Linked DNA regions of Bombyx mori: all the other regions are linked to region 2. A link is a contact called in public Hi-C data. All regions are on one chromosome and are shown on one strand. Each heading gives the region's core, a stretch centred on a gene start, on an enhancer-like site or on the middle of the called end of the contact. The rest is flanking DNA. Distances are from core to core; before and after follow the strand shown. Region 1 overlaps LOC101744319 (plasma membrane calcium-transporting ATPase 2). Region 2 overlaps LOC101744319 (plasma membrane calcium-transporting ATPase 2). Region 3 overlaps LOC101744319 (plasma membrane calcium-transporting ATPase 2).

The links. A called contact is a pair of places that touch in the nucleus more often than the background predicts.
Region 1: a contact with region 2 is called in a Hi-C map of middle silk gland, with 1.8 times the contacts expected there. The contact joins two enhancer-like sites. A contact is called at or near these places in 3 of 7 Hi-C or Micro-C datasets (middle silk gland and whole pupa).
Region 3: a Hi-C map of whole pupa shows a contact between it and region 2, with 2.4 times the contacts expected there. The contact joins two enhancer-like sites. A contact is called at or near these places in 4 of 7 Hi-C or Micro-C datasets (midgut and whole pupa).

What each region holds. Positions count from the first base shown.
Region 1 is chr27:9,994,826-9,997,883 of ASM3026992v2, forward strand. The region is part of intron 5 of LOC101744319 (plasma membrane calcium-transporting ATPase 2); the gene reads right to left. Among protein-coding and RNA genes, the nearest start is that of Mir3409, 37 kb to the right of the region's middle. Within about 2 kb of position 1,701, at least 8 of the 8 cell types and tissues checked have open chromatin away from gene starts, as enhancers often do.
Region 2 is chr27:10,059,898-10,063,008 of ASM3026992v2, forward strand. The region is part of intron 3 of LOC101744319 (plasma membrane calcium-transporting ATPase 2); the gene reads right to left. Among protein-coding and RNA genes, the nearest start is that of LOC134201557, 4.4 kb to the left of the region's middle. Within about 2 kb of position 1,749, at least 5 of the 8 cell types and tissues checked have open chromatin away from gene starts, as enhancers often do.
Region 3 is chr27:9,971,941-9,974,850 of ASM3026992v2, forward strand. All of the region lies in intron 5 of LOC101744319 (plasma membrane calcium-transporting ATPase 2), which reads right to left. Among protein-coding and RNA genes, the nearest start is that of LOC134201556, 50 kb to the left of the region's middle. Within about 2 kb of position 1,446, at least 3 of the 8 cell types and tissues checked have open chromatin away from gene starts, as enhancers often do.

The DNA of each region.
Region 1 (3,058 bases), core at 451-2,950, 65 kb before region 2:
ACGTAGACTGGTACTATTTTTTGCGAACTTTATACGTACTTTGAGCAATTTCACGGATCGCTACCACGACCTAGGAATAATCTTATGATAAAAATCATGTTCGCAAAAAATATAATACATTTAGCGTACTAAGTGGTGATAGGTACCAACCATCATACTGACTATTTTCAGTAAGCATCTGTAAGGTTTGTTGTAAAATAATTAAAATAAAATTTTTCATGTTAAAGTTAAGCCAATTTTCGGATTGCCAAATAGCAACACTGTTGGTGGTAGCAATGCCAGTAGTGGGGTCGTGACATAATAAAAAGGGCGGTAGTCTGAAAAACGGGACAGAAATCAGTGTATTCGGTAGTGGGCAGATGTCTAAAGATTGTAAAAGTGGAGTTACAAATAAAGCAATACAGAATTAAGTAAACTACTGCAATCTGTGTATTATTTCCTGACTGTTGGAAGTGGAGTTTACACATCTAAAGTTGGCATGAGTGCGCCATTTCGAAAAAGCGGCACAACTCGAGAACCCTCCCATACTGGCCGCCGGTAATTATATTCCCGATCCTGTAGACCGAATGGTAAACAGTCGACGTAGCCCTAAGCACGTAATTTCGGAGCTCACCTCCTTGTTAGGTTACGCTGACATAGCCTCCTCAAGGCCATCATCTTAGGTAGGAAAAAAAACTGACTATTTCTGCCACGTAACAGTCCTGCGTTCCAGTTTGAAGGTTTAGACAACACTATTTAGATTTATACCTCATATTTCAAAGTGGCCAGTAATTTCTATGGGATGTAATAACCACTAAACACCAGATGGTCTGTGAGCTCGTTTACCGACCATGTCACGAAAAAAATAAAAATTTCATTAGTCCTTCATTTAAACCAATAATGAATAGCAGAAGAGAAAAAGTAATTTTTGAAGTGGCAAACAATATTATGAAATATCGCTTTGATTAAAACGGTTATGATATGATTTGATTCAGAACGTTACCGAAGTTTGGCCTTTACAAATCTTTTACTACTAATACTAGTCGTACTTCAACTGGCTATAATTTTTAAGTCTGCAAACACACATTACCAACATCCCACAATGACATCACCGATTTATCATTAACATATTCCGCTCACATTGTCATACCTTGATGATAACGTCATGCCTTATAAACCGGCACACTCACCGCTAAATTCAGTATTTCTTAGCGAAAAAATACGTTTTTTTTTAAATCATAATCAGTACGTTGGGCCGTATTTTAACCAGACACTGATCCTTGGATTCGACAAAATAATATATCAGTTTGTATCCTATGCAGATAAAAAATCACCAGTGTTTGACTTATCGAGGTTTGAAAGACGATTTGGTTTAAGCATTATTTCGCTTAATACGCCACATTCATCTTTGTAATTAAAGGTCCGTTTTATTTGGTATTAGCATCAACAATTCGATGTTTTTAATTGAACTTCAATTAAGTTTACCTCATTTAAATATCTGAATGAGTTTTTTTTTTAAGAATAAATTTTAACCTGTCAATGATTATAATTCCGCCATAGTAACCTAACACCAGTAATGTACATGAAACAAGAAAAATATAATCCAGTTTGGCCGCAACGTACTTTCGAACCCAGTAATTTCTCAATCAAGGTCCCAGTCAAAGGCCAGTCAGAGCGATAAGTCATCGATGACGCGATTTCGTTACGTGTAGCGACAGAGCACCGACAGTATCCGACGGCCGATGTCGACCGGCGTCAGTTTAAAATGATTTATCGAACAGGCAGGACGCTTTCCGCTTGGCCGCCCTCGGGAACGCTCCTAGGAGGCGCCATCCCTAATGCACGGATTATTATGGATGACGTAATGTTTATAAAATGTTTCTTTGAGGAACATTATTTGTTCGGTAAACAGAACGAGCGGAAGATTAACGTTAAAGTCGATTAGCAATTGCAACCGTACCAAATCTATACTTAATATTATAAAGCTGAAGAGTTTGTTTGAACGCGTTAATCTCAGGAATTACTGGTTCGATTTAAAAAAATCTTTCAGTGTCAGCTCATTTATTGAGGAAGGCTATAGGCTATATAACATCACGCTAAGACCAATGCAAGCGGAGCACCAATAAAGAATGTTTCAAAATCGGGGTATTTTTCCCTTTTGATAGGTTCCGCTGCGTGCGCTGCGGAAACGGTTAAAGTTACGCTAATATAATGTATGAAAAAATTGTTGCCCTTTAAAAGTTTTTATAAAAAAAGTTATGCCAAAGTAACTATTCCACGCGGACGAAGTCGTAAATAAATAAAATACGTAAGAAAGCGTAATAACAAAGTCGAATATACTCAACACAACGTTTGTCCATCACAAAACGTAATTAGAGTCCACGAGGCAGGGGGAGTTTATACGTAAATTAGTTTGCGCGGACCGGCCGCAGCCGTTAACGTAAACATTGGTACTGCACGCGATACACAAGTGCAATAACCACTCATCACTTAACGTATATTGCTTTCGTTCTTGAACCTTGAATTTTCATAGTTGCACTCTCATAAACCGCACCTTGTTGTTGCTACTTCGTTGTTTTTTGCTGTTCTGACGCAACAAACCATCTAATATACTTATTTAACTTTATTGCTGATCAATTTTGGTACGTTTTTTGATAATATAATACTTCTGATAGTAGCGTCTTGTATATGTAACCCGTACGGTTAGTTATCATCTAGTATTTTTCATGCACGGTACCTGGAGCCACTGCATTCATACACAGTGCGTTTCCAGAGATCTTTTTTGCCACGTACCATCCGGCTTTGGAATGAGCTCCTCTCCAAAGTGTTTCCCGAGCGCTATGACATGTCCTTCTTCAAACGAGGCTTGTGGAGACTATTAAACGGTAGGCAGCGGCATGGCTCTGCTGCTGGCATTGCTGACGTCTATGAGCGATAATAACCACTCACCATCAGCCGTATGCGCGTATACCAATCATGCGACTCAATGACACCTTGACATTTCAAGGTGAGTGACGGCATTCTTGTTGTGATGTCTATGTACCGTATTTTATTGAAAATCTAAATACGTCGCACCGAA
Region 2 (3,111 bases), core at 499-2,998:
TTTAGCAGGCTATCCGTCCTCCCGACGATGGATAGATAAATCCGATAGGAACTGCTGCCCGTCGATAGGTTATTGGAACGTAAGTAAGGACAAAAATATAGATTTGTCTATCTTTAGTAACCGAAACTAGGGATATATAGGTTATTGAAAACGGCCGTTAGATATATGAATATCAAAACGTCAATACTTTTGCGGATTATGGACTCTAAGGTGTTGGCGTTAAGGTATGCTATGCTTGCCTACAAAAACTTTACGTGCCATTGTCTTCGCTTGTGACCTTATTGAATTACACACTCAGAAACTAGTCGACCTTCGAGAGACTCCCACACGCAAAAAAAACATACATTTAAAATTTAGCGGTATTAACATCCAAAGGTAAACTGATTGGCCAATTTTGGTGCGATTCATAATATTAATTCACATCACCCCTATAACATATACGAATTGAAATGTTCTTTCAGCAGTAAATAACAGTTGAAAATCGCAATGAATATTTCACATTTGAGAAATTTTACGTATTTAGCTAAACGAAGTAAATAAATAAATAACCTTGATTTACATCTCAGCACATAAGCGTGACAATTTAATATGATAAAGAGGTTGGATATTATTACTTTAAAAAGGACTTTAAAACGGCGCAGTGAGTGTTTTAAATCACAAATTTGTAATTTTTACTTGTTCGTTTCTTGATAAAACACAATTCCAGTCTCTATTAACAGTGCTTTTAGGCATCACATGCACCGGTCACCGTCCTCGTCGAACCCGTCGCTTGCGACGTAGGACTCGACGAGCGAATTAACCCATAGACACAGCCCACTGAGTTTCTCGATCTTCTCAGTGGGTCGCGTCTCCTATCCTGTGGTAGATTCTGCGAAGCACTGCTCTTGCTAGGGTCAGTGTTAGCAACACTCCGGTTTGTGCTCCGTGAGCTCACCTACACGCGTTAGGGTGAAGCTGAAATAGCCTCTCAAGGCTATCAGCACAGGTAGGGGAAAAAAACCAGTTGCTTATAATGAATAGACATATTATTTCCTTACTTAATTATTTAATTTATTTCTTCAATGACCGATTGTCGCACGTAATCAAACCACTTCAGAGATAAACAAATTAATGGAGTGGGTATTCCGTGACTTGAGGGAACACATTAGGTATGTTACGTCTGCAATAAAAGACGCTTGCTGGCCGGATTCTTTTAAGATGATCACAGCGAAGCCAATTCCCTGACAAGTTATGTCATATGAGTCAATTGGCCTCATTTTATATTACACCGAAGCGAGCCTAAGGTTTCAGTTATGCCTATTTGGCATCAAACCGACTCGGCCTATTTGAGTAAGTTTTTGGCTCGCACTCAGACTTTAGCTTAGGAACTTATTTATATTTATTAATAACATAAATTCTGAATAGGACGAATGGCGTCGATAAATACAAAAGAAGCCACATGACTTCTATGAAACATACGTTTACAGCTGTACAACTAATCGTTATCAAAATAAATTAATATATTAACACGTACCTACTACTTATTTCATTTCGTTCGCATACGTACATGTCTAATTAAAAAAACCAAGGTGACTCGAAATTGAACATAGAAAAAAAAAACCGGCTTATTTCCATGATCGCGTTCCGTGAAGGCCAAGAGAGTCGCACAGTTGAGGTCTTTAACCTTTTAATTATAAGGTCGTCACTACACCCACCTTGGTGATGGAGTAGTTTAATGTGTCACCCGTGACCCGATGACTCATTGGTGATAAGGCCGTTTGGAATAAATAATCCAACTGCAGTGCTTATCAGGTCAACGATAAGTGCATCCGATACGTGTGGGGCAAGAGATTTGACTGGCTTGTTCGGTTTATCATAGGGGATGCTTGCCCTTTTTTATCAAGTTTCAACAACCTATTTTCATTTTGGTACTGAGATATTCTCGGACAACCGCCATTAATAATTTAGCTTTCTTCTCGAACCCAGTTTTCGAGGTTTCCTTTTCACGTCGGGTTCGTTGTTAATCGGATGGATAGGAACCTATAGTCTATAATGTGAATATCGCCACTTATATCATATCTTAATTCATAGATATCTTATATCATATCGTAGTCCGTACTGAAATCCATAAGGGAAGCGTTCGCGAAGCAGTCATGAGTTCCGGTATGAAAAATGAGAGAAAGTGTAACTTAACAATAGAGAATTAAACCTCATGTCTCAAGGTGGATGGTGGCATTCATGATGTGGTCTATATGCGGTGACCACTTTACACCGGTTGCACAGTAAGCTCAATAGTTGGGTAAATAACCCAACTACACAATGAAGAAGGCTATGGTCTTCAAAGCGCTGGTTACTAGGTAGGAAAAGTTAGTTAGAGGTACATTTGCAATTCAGACTAAAGATGTATAACTAATAAACTCGAACGTTAAGATAAGTCCAATAAAATACGTCATTCGATAACAAGTATGATGGAAAATGAAAACATCAGAGAGGCACTACGCCCAAGTATTTCAACAGAGGCAGAATGAACAGGGAAACTAAAGTTTAAAATAACCTTATTTTTACCCTGATTATCCTGGTATGTTTTAGACTAATGTATAATTATTGTATTGTCAACGGTCCTTGAAATGTATGCAAAAATTCAAAAGTTAATGGCAATTTAACTTTGGGCCAAATATGACCGTGTGTGGTTTGTTCACGGTTGTTACTACTATTATAACTTTAATGCGTCATTGCAGTTACAATGTACAGTTTTTCGTATAATAATAATTATTATTATATGTCAATCGGTGTCAGGTCTCAGATAGATCCGCTAAAGACCGATCCAAAACCTAGTAATTATATTCAAAGTTTATATTTAACAAAAAAGATTTGTGACAACAGAGTCGGTTCTGTAAGTACTTGTAAATCAAAGATTATGCTCATGTACATAATACATAATAATATGTATGTTCGAGATAAATATGTATCAAAGTGATAGATCAGGGTGTCCTTATCTGTCTATCGTATATTTGTAATAAATCTTCTTCTTCTTCTTTTTCTCTACCTTATCCCACTAGAACAGCTAATTTTTCTCTTCCATTCTCTTCGTCAGCCGTCAGCTCAACAATCACTCCTTTCTCTCTCATATCG
Region 3 (2,910 bases), core at 196-2,695, 88 kb before region 2:
AAAGTGATGTTCGATTGAAAGTTATTCGTGAACACAGATTATTAGTGTTGTGCAAATTTATTATTACCAACGCCGTAAACGAGCCATTGCATATTCACGTGACTATCAGTACCCCGATTTCTTATCTATAAGGCCACGCACGCCAGTGCTTACTTCTCATTCTTCTTTTTGTCCTTAACCAACATTATGTAAGGTCGTTACAGCATACTGCATAGGTATTTGGCATGAGTTTTACGAACAGCCACCTGCCTGACGTCACCCTACTATGGGTTATATCTCCAGTCTACTTAGTGCGAGTTTTTTAACGTTCTCGATACCGTAAAAGTTAACTCAAATTTGTATGGAGTTGGAACGTTTGCCTACGTTTGCCGCTAGGAGCGCTGTTCCAACTGCATACACATTTAAATTAACTTTTATGCTATCGAGAAAGTTAAAAAACTCGCACTAAACACGCAATAGTATCCATTATAAAGCTCAACGTACCATAGACAGGACTAAATTTTCTTTTCCTTTACCTTTAGATTTCAAAATTCCAAAAAGTTAAAAATATTACTATGCATACGCATTCCGTCTATGACTAAATACATCGTCTGATTAAATTTTTGTGTTAATGTTAATTAGCATTTGAATTATGACTCACTATTCACGAACTAACATTACATAACAAATTACGTAGAAATTGTCCCAAATTTAAAGATAAATTAAGTACACCTTCACCCATTTTTTTTATTTACTACGTTAACTGATTATGTACACACGCTAGCTGAATGGATATGAGGAAATGGCCTTGACCTCTGATGTCGACCTTGGTGCAAGGTCGGGTACCAAATGTCGGACTCATGTTTTTATTGGAATTATTGCGTTTGCTCTTATTTTTCGGGGGTAAATAGAGACAGTGACAAAGTGCGGAGGAACGATAAAATAAAATTGTGTACGTTTGTAACAATTGCGTTTTTGGGGATCTTTCTACTTGGGCGGATTAGCTCATCTGGTGTTGTATATCTAATAGAGCCCATAGACATAGTTCTCTAGGAAACAGTTATTGTGGTACAATGGAGATTTCGATCTCATAGTTTTACTGGTGGTAGGACCTCTTGTGAGTCCGCGCGGGTAGGTACCACCACCCTGCCTATTTCTGCCGTGAAGCAGTAATGCGTTTCGGTTTGAAGGGTGGGGCAGCCGTTGTTACTATACTTGAGACCTTAGAACTTATATCTCAAGGTGGGTGGCGCATTTACGTTGTAGATGTCTATGGGCTCCAGTAGCCACTTAGGTGGGCTGTGAGCTCGTCCACCCATCTAAGCTATAAAAAAAAACATGACTTTACTTTCGTCTCAGTATTATTTATTATTAAGTGTCAAGGGATTCGTATTAATATTAGGTCTGCAATTAGCTCATCAGCTTGTATTGCATCGATCTATCAACATTAAAGTTCAAGTGGGGTCAGTTGTTATTCACGACCCTATAGTGTATCTTTATTGACTAATTAACGTTTATTAGTTAGCATATTTATAGAATGACTCAAGTATATTATCATAAGCATTGTCTCATCTAGCGCTACAATGACATGTCTATCAAAAAGTATCAAGTTTTTTTTTTTTTTTTTTTTTTATTGCCCTTGTAGGCAGACGAGCATACGGCCCACCTGATGGTGAGTGGTTACCGTCGCCCATGGACTTCAGCAATGCCAGGGGCAGAGCCAAGCCGCTGCCCACCGTATTAGTGTATTTAAAAAAACTATAAAGGTGACATTCGGTTGCTTCATTCCCTGTCTTTATTTATGATCAGACCATACTACACTACGAGTATAGCGTTCTCATCGGAAATACGGGTAATTTCTGGAGAATTTCATGATGATAAAACAATAGAAGTCATTAAAAATGAAGTCCGATAAACTAGCACATAAATAAATGTATATACTAATGGTAACCATTTAAAAGGAATAGAAAACATGAAATCAATAAATTAATCACGAAATTATACAATTTTTTTTATTGCTTTTGATGGGTGGATGACTTCACAGCCCACCTGGTGTTAAGTGGTTACTGGAGCCCATAGACATCTACGACGTAAATGCGCCACCCACCTTGAGATATAAGTGTTAAGGTCTCAGTATAGTTACGACGGCTGCCCCACCCTTCAAGCCGAAACGCATTACTGCTTCACGGCAGAAATAGGCAGGGTGGTGGTACCTACCCGTGCGGACTCATAAGAGGTCCTACCACCACATCGCGATGTACATGTAAATCATGTCACTCTGATAACTAACATATACTGAGATGATATTGATAATAACGATTTATTATTATTATTAGCGCTATTCACATTATTGAGTTTACATTATGGTACGACTGTATCTTTTAACTAATATAAATCATCTATCGATGAAGGTAAATTCTACTTCGTTTTTTTATGGCATTAGCAAAGATACATAATGTATACACGAAATAAAAACCTGCTTAGTTACCGATTTTACAAAGCAAAGTCCAAAAGTCACGCTCGAGAGTACCGGATCAAGCCTTTTAATGATCAACCCGGAGCCACATCGTGTGTGATTACTGAGTGATTATGAATGAATAAACGAGTTTAAAGAAGAACAACTTCTGCGGAAACATCGAGGAGGGAACTTAATGATACATGAAAATAGCTATTCTGTTTAATTGAAAAGGCTCAACAATTATTATTATTATTTTTTACTAATTTTACTAATTTATACCATATTCTAAGTATGTACACACGTACCTAGCCTTCATTCCCGCAAAGAACCAAAGGGAAATGGGGGTGACTGAAAATCAGCGCTGTTCGATCGTATCAACCTTGAACAGCAATAGCTGAGCCACCTCCTTTTGCCTTTTTCTCTCCTTTTTTTTCTTTCCTTTTATTTGATTTCATTTTATTTTATTTGATGTG